2 separate regions of the Mus musculus genome follow, and region 1 is linked to region 2. The links are chromatin contacts, called in public Hi-C maps. All regions are on one chromosome and are shown on one strand. The core of a region is the stretch at or near the end of the contact, and the rest is flanking DNA. Distances in the headings are between cores, read along the strand shown. Region 1 overlaps Gm29536 (predicted gene 29536). Region 2 overlaps Mogat1 (monoacylglycerol O-acyltransferase 1).

Region 1 (2,912 bases), core at 349-2,848, 330 kb before region 2:
ATTTTCTTTGTAAGCAACCCAAACCCCATTGACGAGGCTTAAACAATATGGGGAGTTACTGGCTCATAATAATATCAACCCACTTCAGCCACTGCCAAGTCCTGGTTTTAACAACACTGGTACGTGCAAGCTCTACACACCATCTGCCGTGTTAAGATTTATGTAAATAAAGATGCCCTTCAGCCTCCGCAGTTGCACATTCTGAGCAGAATCCAGGTACATTTCCCCAGTATCTAGGTGAAAGGCTCAGAATGGTTTCCGCTAGCCTGAGTTTGGTCATATGACCATATGGTCATCATATGATGATCTGCAGGGCCATCACAGGGACTCTTAATAGTGCTGAAGTATGGGAAAGACTCATGGACCCCAGCAGACCAGATCAAACGAGAATGGAATCACTTTATAATGGGTTACAGAGTCCAACTTAGTTTTGATATAGGTCCATTTTCCAGGAAATTAGAAGATTCCAATCAAGACAGTAAGGAAGTCCCCTCTGTTTTAACCCTAAAAGGGCAGTTTTGAAACAAACAGCATGTTCTTTATTCTGTTCCCCTCTTCAGGATTTTTTTTCTTCTTTTTTTTTTCTGCCTGTGTTGTCTTCTGCCTCTGATCAACTCACCAGAAACCCATTCTATTTCAGTCACAAACTAAAAACTCAATTAAGGTGCTTATGCTAAAGTTGTCTGTGTTGACAGTGGTCAGGCTTTGCTCCCGTGGTAATCCTGGACTTCAGTCCCTCGGATTCTGGGTAAATTGGAAAAAGGAAACAGTAAGGACGATAATGGAAGAAGAAACCAAGGCACCGTGACAAGAAGAATAGAGAAGGCAGAGAAAGAAAAACAGACCGCAGTGAATTTCTATAGAACTTCATTTGGGTTTCTAGGGGGTTTGATACAAGGAAATCTTGGGGTAAGCATATATTGAGTCATGCCTAGGAGTAACACTTCTAAATGTCCCATATGGGGGACGATAAACTCAACACTGATCCTCTCCAACATACAGTACCTTGAACATTAGGTCTTTTTAAATAAAGCATATTTTTTCTTGATTACAGTATGTTTCTATTGCCACCCTCATAACGACTTTCACACTTTTTTGTCTCACTTTGGAATAAAACTTTCAGTGTGAAATTTCTCTTCTATCTTCACTTTGATTATGTGAGCAGTTTCTCAGTCTTGGTTAAGTCTTTCTGGAATATCATTTTCTCCTAAAACAGGAAGTAGGGGAGCCAAAAATAATCTTTCCTTTAGCCTAGTAGCTTTCCAGTGAATGTTGCTGGAAGGTTTAATAAAAGGCAGTATTAGCAGCCAGCAATTTCCAAGCTGGTACTGCACACACGGCAGCATTTTAAATCTTCAGGAGAGATTTCCTAGATAAATGTCCTTCTCTGTGCACAAAGGCCCTATTTCCTTGAGGAGTGGGCTTAGCTCTGCCTTGCTACCCACTGCAGGCTTCTCTGCTACTGAAAGCTTATACTCACTTCTGTAGTAGTCGGTGTACTTAGTGAATCAGCCACACATGCCACAGGCACCCCGTCCTCAAGCCTCCATAAATCCTGCCAGGCCATGGAAGCCAAGAAACAGATCTGTCCTCTATTCAAAGGCCGCAGAGCCAAGAACTCCCCCAAGTTCTTGCGTCAGAATGACTGATCTTTAACCACACTGGGTGTTCTTTCCTGACCCCACCTGGCAAGTGACCATAACATCTCTTGGAATTATCTACCTCGTCAAGGTTCCCAGTAAGGAGCCAAGGGTCAGGAAGTTGCCTCTACCACTTTCCAGCAACGTGTGGCATCCTTATTCAGCCACACAGCCTCTCTCTCACCCCTTCCTCATCACAGTATTTTGTATTTTGTTTATCGAGTTGGTTTTGGTTTTGTCAATATGTATCGTGTTTCACATGTTGACAAAAGGGTCCTATGCATATGGCCAGGCAAAGCTATCTCTAAGCCTAAGCCAGCCTTCATTCCTGCATCTCCTTTTCCACAGAAACTGATTCCATGTCCGAACCTGCTCTAAGACAGCCAACTCTAAGCCAGTCAGAACATTTTGCAAGAGTTATTCAAGGAAGCATCCTGCTTCCTGCTGGACTTGAAGCTGAGCCAATGCTGGGGACCCAGTTAACAGTTTGCCTGGGAGTTTCCTGGCTTTAACACTGGAAGTCCCACATCTGAGGAATCTCCTTGGTGTTCTGTCACTTGAAGTGATGTGGGGGCTGGAGCTGCTATAACCATATTGTCACGTACAACCTAGCAATCAAACCAGCAGAGAACAAAAGGCCCCAGAGAGGTAGAAAGTCCTTGTACCCCTTTCTCCCTTTTCACAGCCCACCATGCTCTTTAGGCCAACATAAATAGAACTTCCTGATACTCTTCACAGGCAATCTTTTCACTAACATACAGCTCCATGATGTAACACAGGTTTAACTTCCCGGAGGCTCAGGTAATGCAGCTGTGAAACCAGAATGACATCTTCCACAAATTAAATGTGACAGCGACATCAAGAGCCTATCTGAGTACCTACCATACAATAACTGCCAAATAACTTTTGTCCCTTTTCTTCTATAAGCTAGAGACCTCATAAACACTACAGGGAGATGGTAATAGATTAAAGGAACAAGAGCTGCACCAGCTCTGATTGTTCATCACAGGGGCAACTGAGAAGCAGCTGAAGAGTGACCTTGCTGAAGTCCTTCAGCTAGTGACAGCCCAGACTAGAAGAAGATCCCCTGAGCTCTGCCTCAGTTCTTACCACTCCATCATGAACTCTGCCCTGCTTTTCTGGCCTGGAGATACTAAGCTGTGGGTGCCAGGAGAGAGTGAGTCTCTCCCAGCCCAAAGAGACGACACCCAGGCATCATGACTGTAACATGACAATCAACAGCCATAGCCAGACCAAGGCCATCCTCAGTGG
Region 2 (2,700 bases), core at 22-2,521:
TGTCTCCTAACCCACTTCTGTGAGACCTCATGACACTAGCCTTTCCTTTTTAAATCTCCTGCTTATAAATAAGTTTATAAATAAAACTTAAATTTCACCCCTTTCTTTTCCTTCTATTTCAGAAATCCCTCAGCCTGTACTCCCCCCTCTAGTATATGATGATTTAAGACACAGTGGACTATTTGGCTCTTCTGTGGGTTGGAATTAGTTTCATTAAAATAAAACACATTTCTTTATCCTTTTAGAAAGAATGCCAAAAGCACATGCAACCATTCCTTGTGTGCTTTGTATGTGTAAGAGTATATATATATATATATATATATATATATATGTGTGTGTGTGTGTGTGTGTGTGTGTGTGTGTGTGTGTGTGCATGTGTGTGTATACATATGTACATCAGCATACATAGGAATTATATATATATATATATATATATATATAATTTTTTGAGACAAGGTCTCCTATAGCCTGGGCAGGCCTTGAAGTCATTATATAGCACAGAACGACCATGAACTTTGGATCCTCTTGCTTCTACCTTCCCAGTGCTGGGATTAAAGGTATTGATTTACCCTATCTGTTTTATGCTGGGAATCAAATCTTGGCTTTGTGCGTGCCAGACAAGCATTCCACCAGCCAAATTACCTACTTAGTTTCTTACTAGGGTTTTTGTTTGTTTGTTCATTTATTTGTTCTGTTTTGAGACAGGATCTAGTATGTAGCCCCGATTAGCCTTAAACGTGAAACAATCTTGCTGCCTCTGCCTCCTAAATGCTGGGACTGAAGACATGTACCACCATGTCAGGCATGCTATTTATGTCTGCAAAACATCTGAAGTGAGATCATGGATGGCACTAACTCAGTTGTGTGAATCACCCCTATTTTATTTTCTAAGAATGGCAAGTGTCCTAGGAATCGCCATGATCACGCACAGAGTCACGCCATGATGAGACATTTCATAATCCACATTCAAGCTCTGTCAAGGGCTTCATTCGTCACGGTTGCATTTGCTTCCCAGCTCACAACAGCTGTGTGCCTCTGAGTGTCTCCTCCTCAGGGTCCTTCCACAAACTGTCTTTTTTTTTTTTTTAAATAAGCCATTTGTCTATTTCCTCACGATTTGATCCGGGTTAACCTTCTGGCAGGAATCCCTGTTCATGGAAAGCCCAGTACACTGGGAACCCTCACAAGCTGGTCAGGAAGGCTGCTGTCCTGTGCGTCTGCTGCGCCTTCCCAGCACTGGGGCCCGCACAGCTGCGCGTGCGCCATGACACGTGATCCCTGGAGACGCCCAAGGGAGGAAGGGCCAGTTATGCTTACCTTCTCTCTCAGAATTGGAAAATCCAAGGCTGAGAGAAAAGGAAACACATCTGGTCACTTGGAGTCAGACCTTAAACCTCACCACTGCCTTCAGCCCGTCTCCCTGATGCACGAAAAGGATTCCTAAAGTCAATATCAATCTGTGTACAGCTCAGGACTCGTGAGCCACAGCCATTAAGACATACCTCCCAAGAGCCAGTCTCTCTCCCTCCTTTTCTTGTTTCCCTCTTCCTTTGTTCTCTTCCTCTTTCCTAGCCTTCCTTCTTGCAGGTTTGGGAACCGAATGTGACTTTCGCATGCTGGGCGACTCCTCTACCACTAAGCTAAATAGAGTCTAACTATGGTAGCGTATGTCCAGGCTGGCCTTGAACTCACTCCACAGCCCAGGTCAGCTTTGAACTCGTGATCTTCCTGCCTCAGCTGCCTGGGAATTGGCATCCTGGGCCTATGCTTAGTTTGGAATCCTTGACTCCCTTTCTGTTGTCCTAAGATTATGACAGCTGGGCTTTTATGAAATGTTCATATTCTTTTTTTTTTTTTTAAGATTTATTATATGTAAGTACACTGTAGCTTCAGACACTCCAGTAGAGGGCATCAGATTTCGTTATGGATGGTTGTGAGCCACCATGTGGTTGCTGGGATTTGAACTCAGGACCTTTGGAAGAGCAGTTGGTGCTCTTAACCGCTGAGCCATTTCTCCAGCCCCGAAATGTTCATATTCTTAGCTTCATTTAAATTTTTCAGATAATAACAGGCCACCAGAGCTGCTGTGGACTAAGAATCACTGGGAGGAAGCAGAGGGAGGAGCCAATGGAATGTCCCCTTATTCTGAGTTTCCAAACGAAGCCCAGTGCACAGTATGGATGATAATAGTGTCTTGACAGCTAGCTCACATTTAGGAACTGCATTTGACTCTGGCTCTGTCAGGAAAGGCACAATTTAACTATGTCAGATGGCAAGTGACTCTAGTTTAATAAAAAAGATTAACACAGTGGGGTAATAACTATAATCCTTTAACTCAACAGAATGCCCTTTATTTTCATATGGGAGCATATGCACTGCATCTAATTAAACTTACTCCTCAAATCATATCTCAAAATTTCCATTCTATTTCTCCCCCAAATCAACAGCATTACACAAGGGAGCCAAAATGATGAACTGATATGAAGCCAAAGAAGTGAGCCAGCAGATCGTGAAACTGCAGTTGTACTCTGAAATGTGCCTGTGTTCCCCGTAGTAACTAATCAACAGACTCCTACATCCCACCTGAGTTAAATATGGCAGCTAAAAATAGTAACATCTGAACAGCAAAGCTCATATAAACTGATGGCAGAAAATGTAATGTGTGTACATGTACACCGTGTAACACAGCAGGAGCGGTTC

What was found. Hi-C and Micro-C count contacts between places; a contact is called where the count stands out from the background.
Region 1: a Hi-C map of muscle stem cells shows a contact between it and region 2, with 3 times the contacts expected there. The contact joins two enhancer-like sites. A contact is called at or near these places in 4 of 484 Hi-C or Micro-C datasets (the C2C12 cell line, adipose-derived mesenchymal stem cells, muscle stem cells and 1 more) and 1 of 9 other capture datasets (embryonic stem cells).

What each region holds. Positions count from the first base shown.
Region 1 is chr1:78,863,242-78,866,153 of GRCm38.p6, reverse strand. All of the region lies in intron 3 of Gm29536 (predicted gene 29536), which reads left to right. Among named protein-coding and RNA genes, the nearest start is that of Kcne4, 48 kb to the right of the region's middle. Within about 2 kb of position 1,598, at least 30 of the 459 cell types and tissues checked have an H3K27ac peak or open chromatin away from gene starts, as enhancers often do. A contact at or near this core is called in muscle stem cells, where this site is marked.
Region 2 is chr1:78,530,897-78,533,596 of GRCm38.p6, reverse strand. The region is part of intron 6 of Mogat1 (monoacylglycerol O-acyltransferase 1); the gene reads right to left. Among named protein-coding and RNA genes, the nearest start is that of Mogat1, 21 kb to the right of the region's middle. Within about 2 kb of position 1,271, at least 40 of the 459 cell types and tissues checked have an H3K27ac peak or open chromatin away from gene starts, as enhancers often do. A contact at or near this core is called in muscle stem cells, where this site is marked.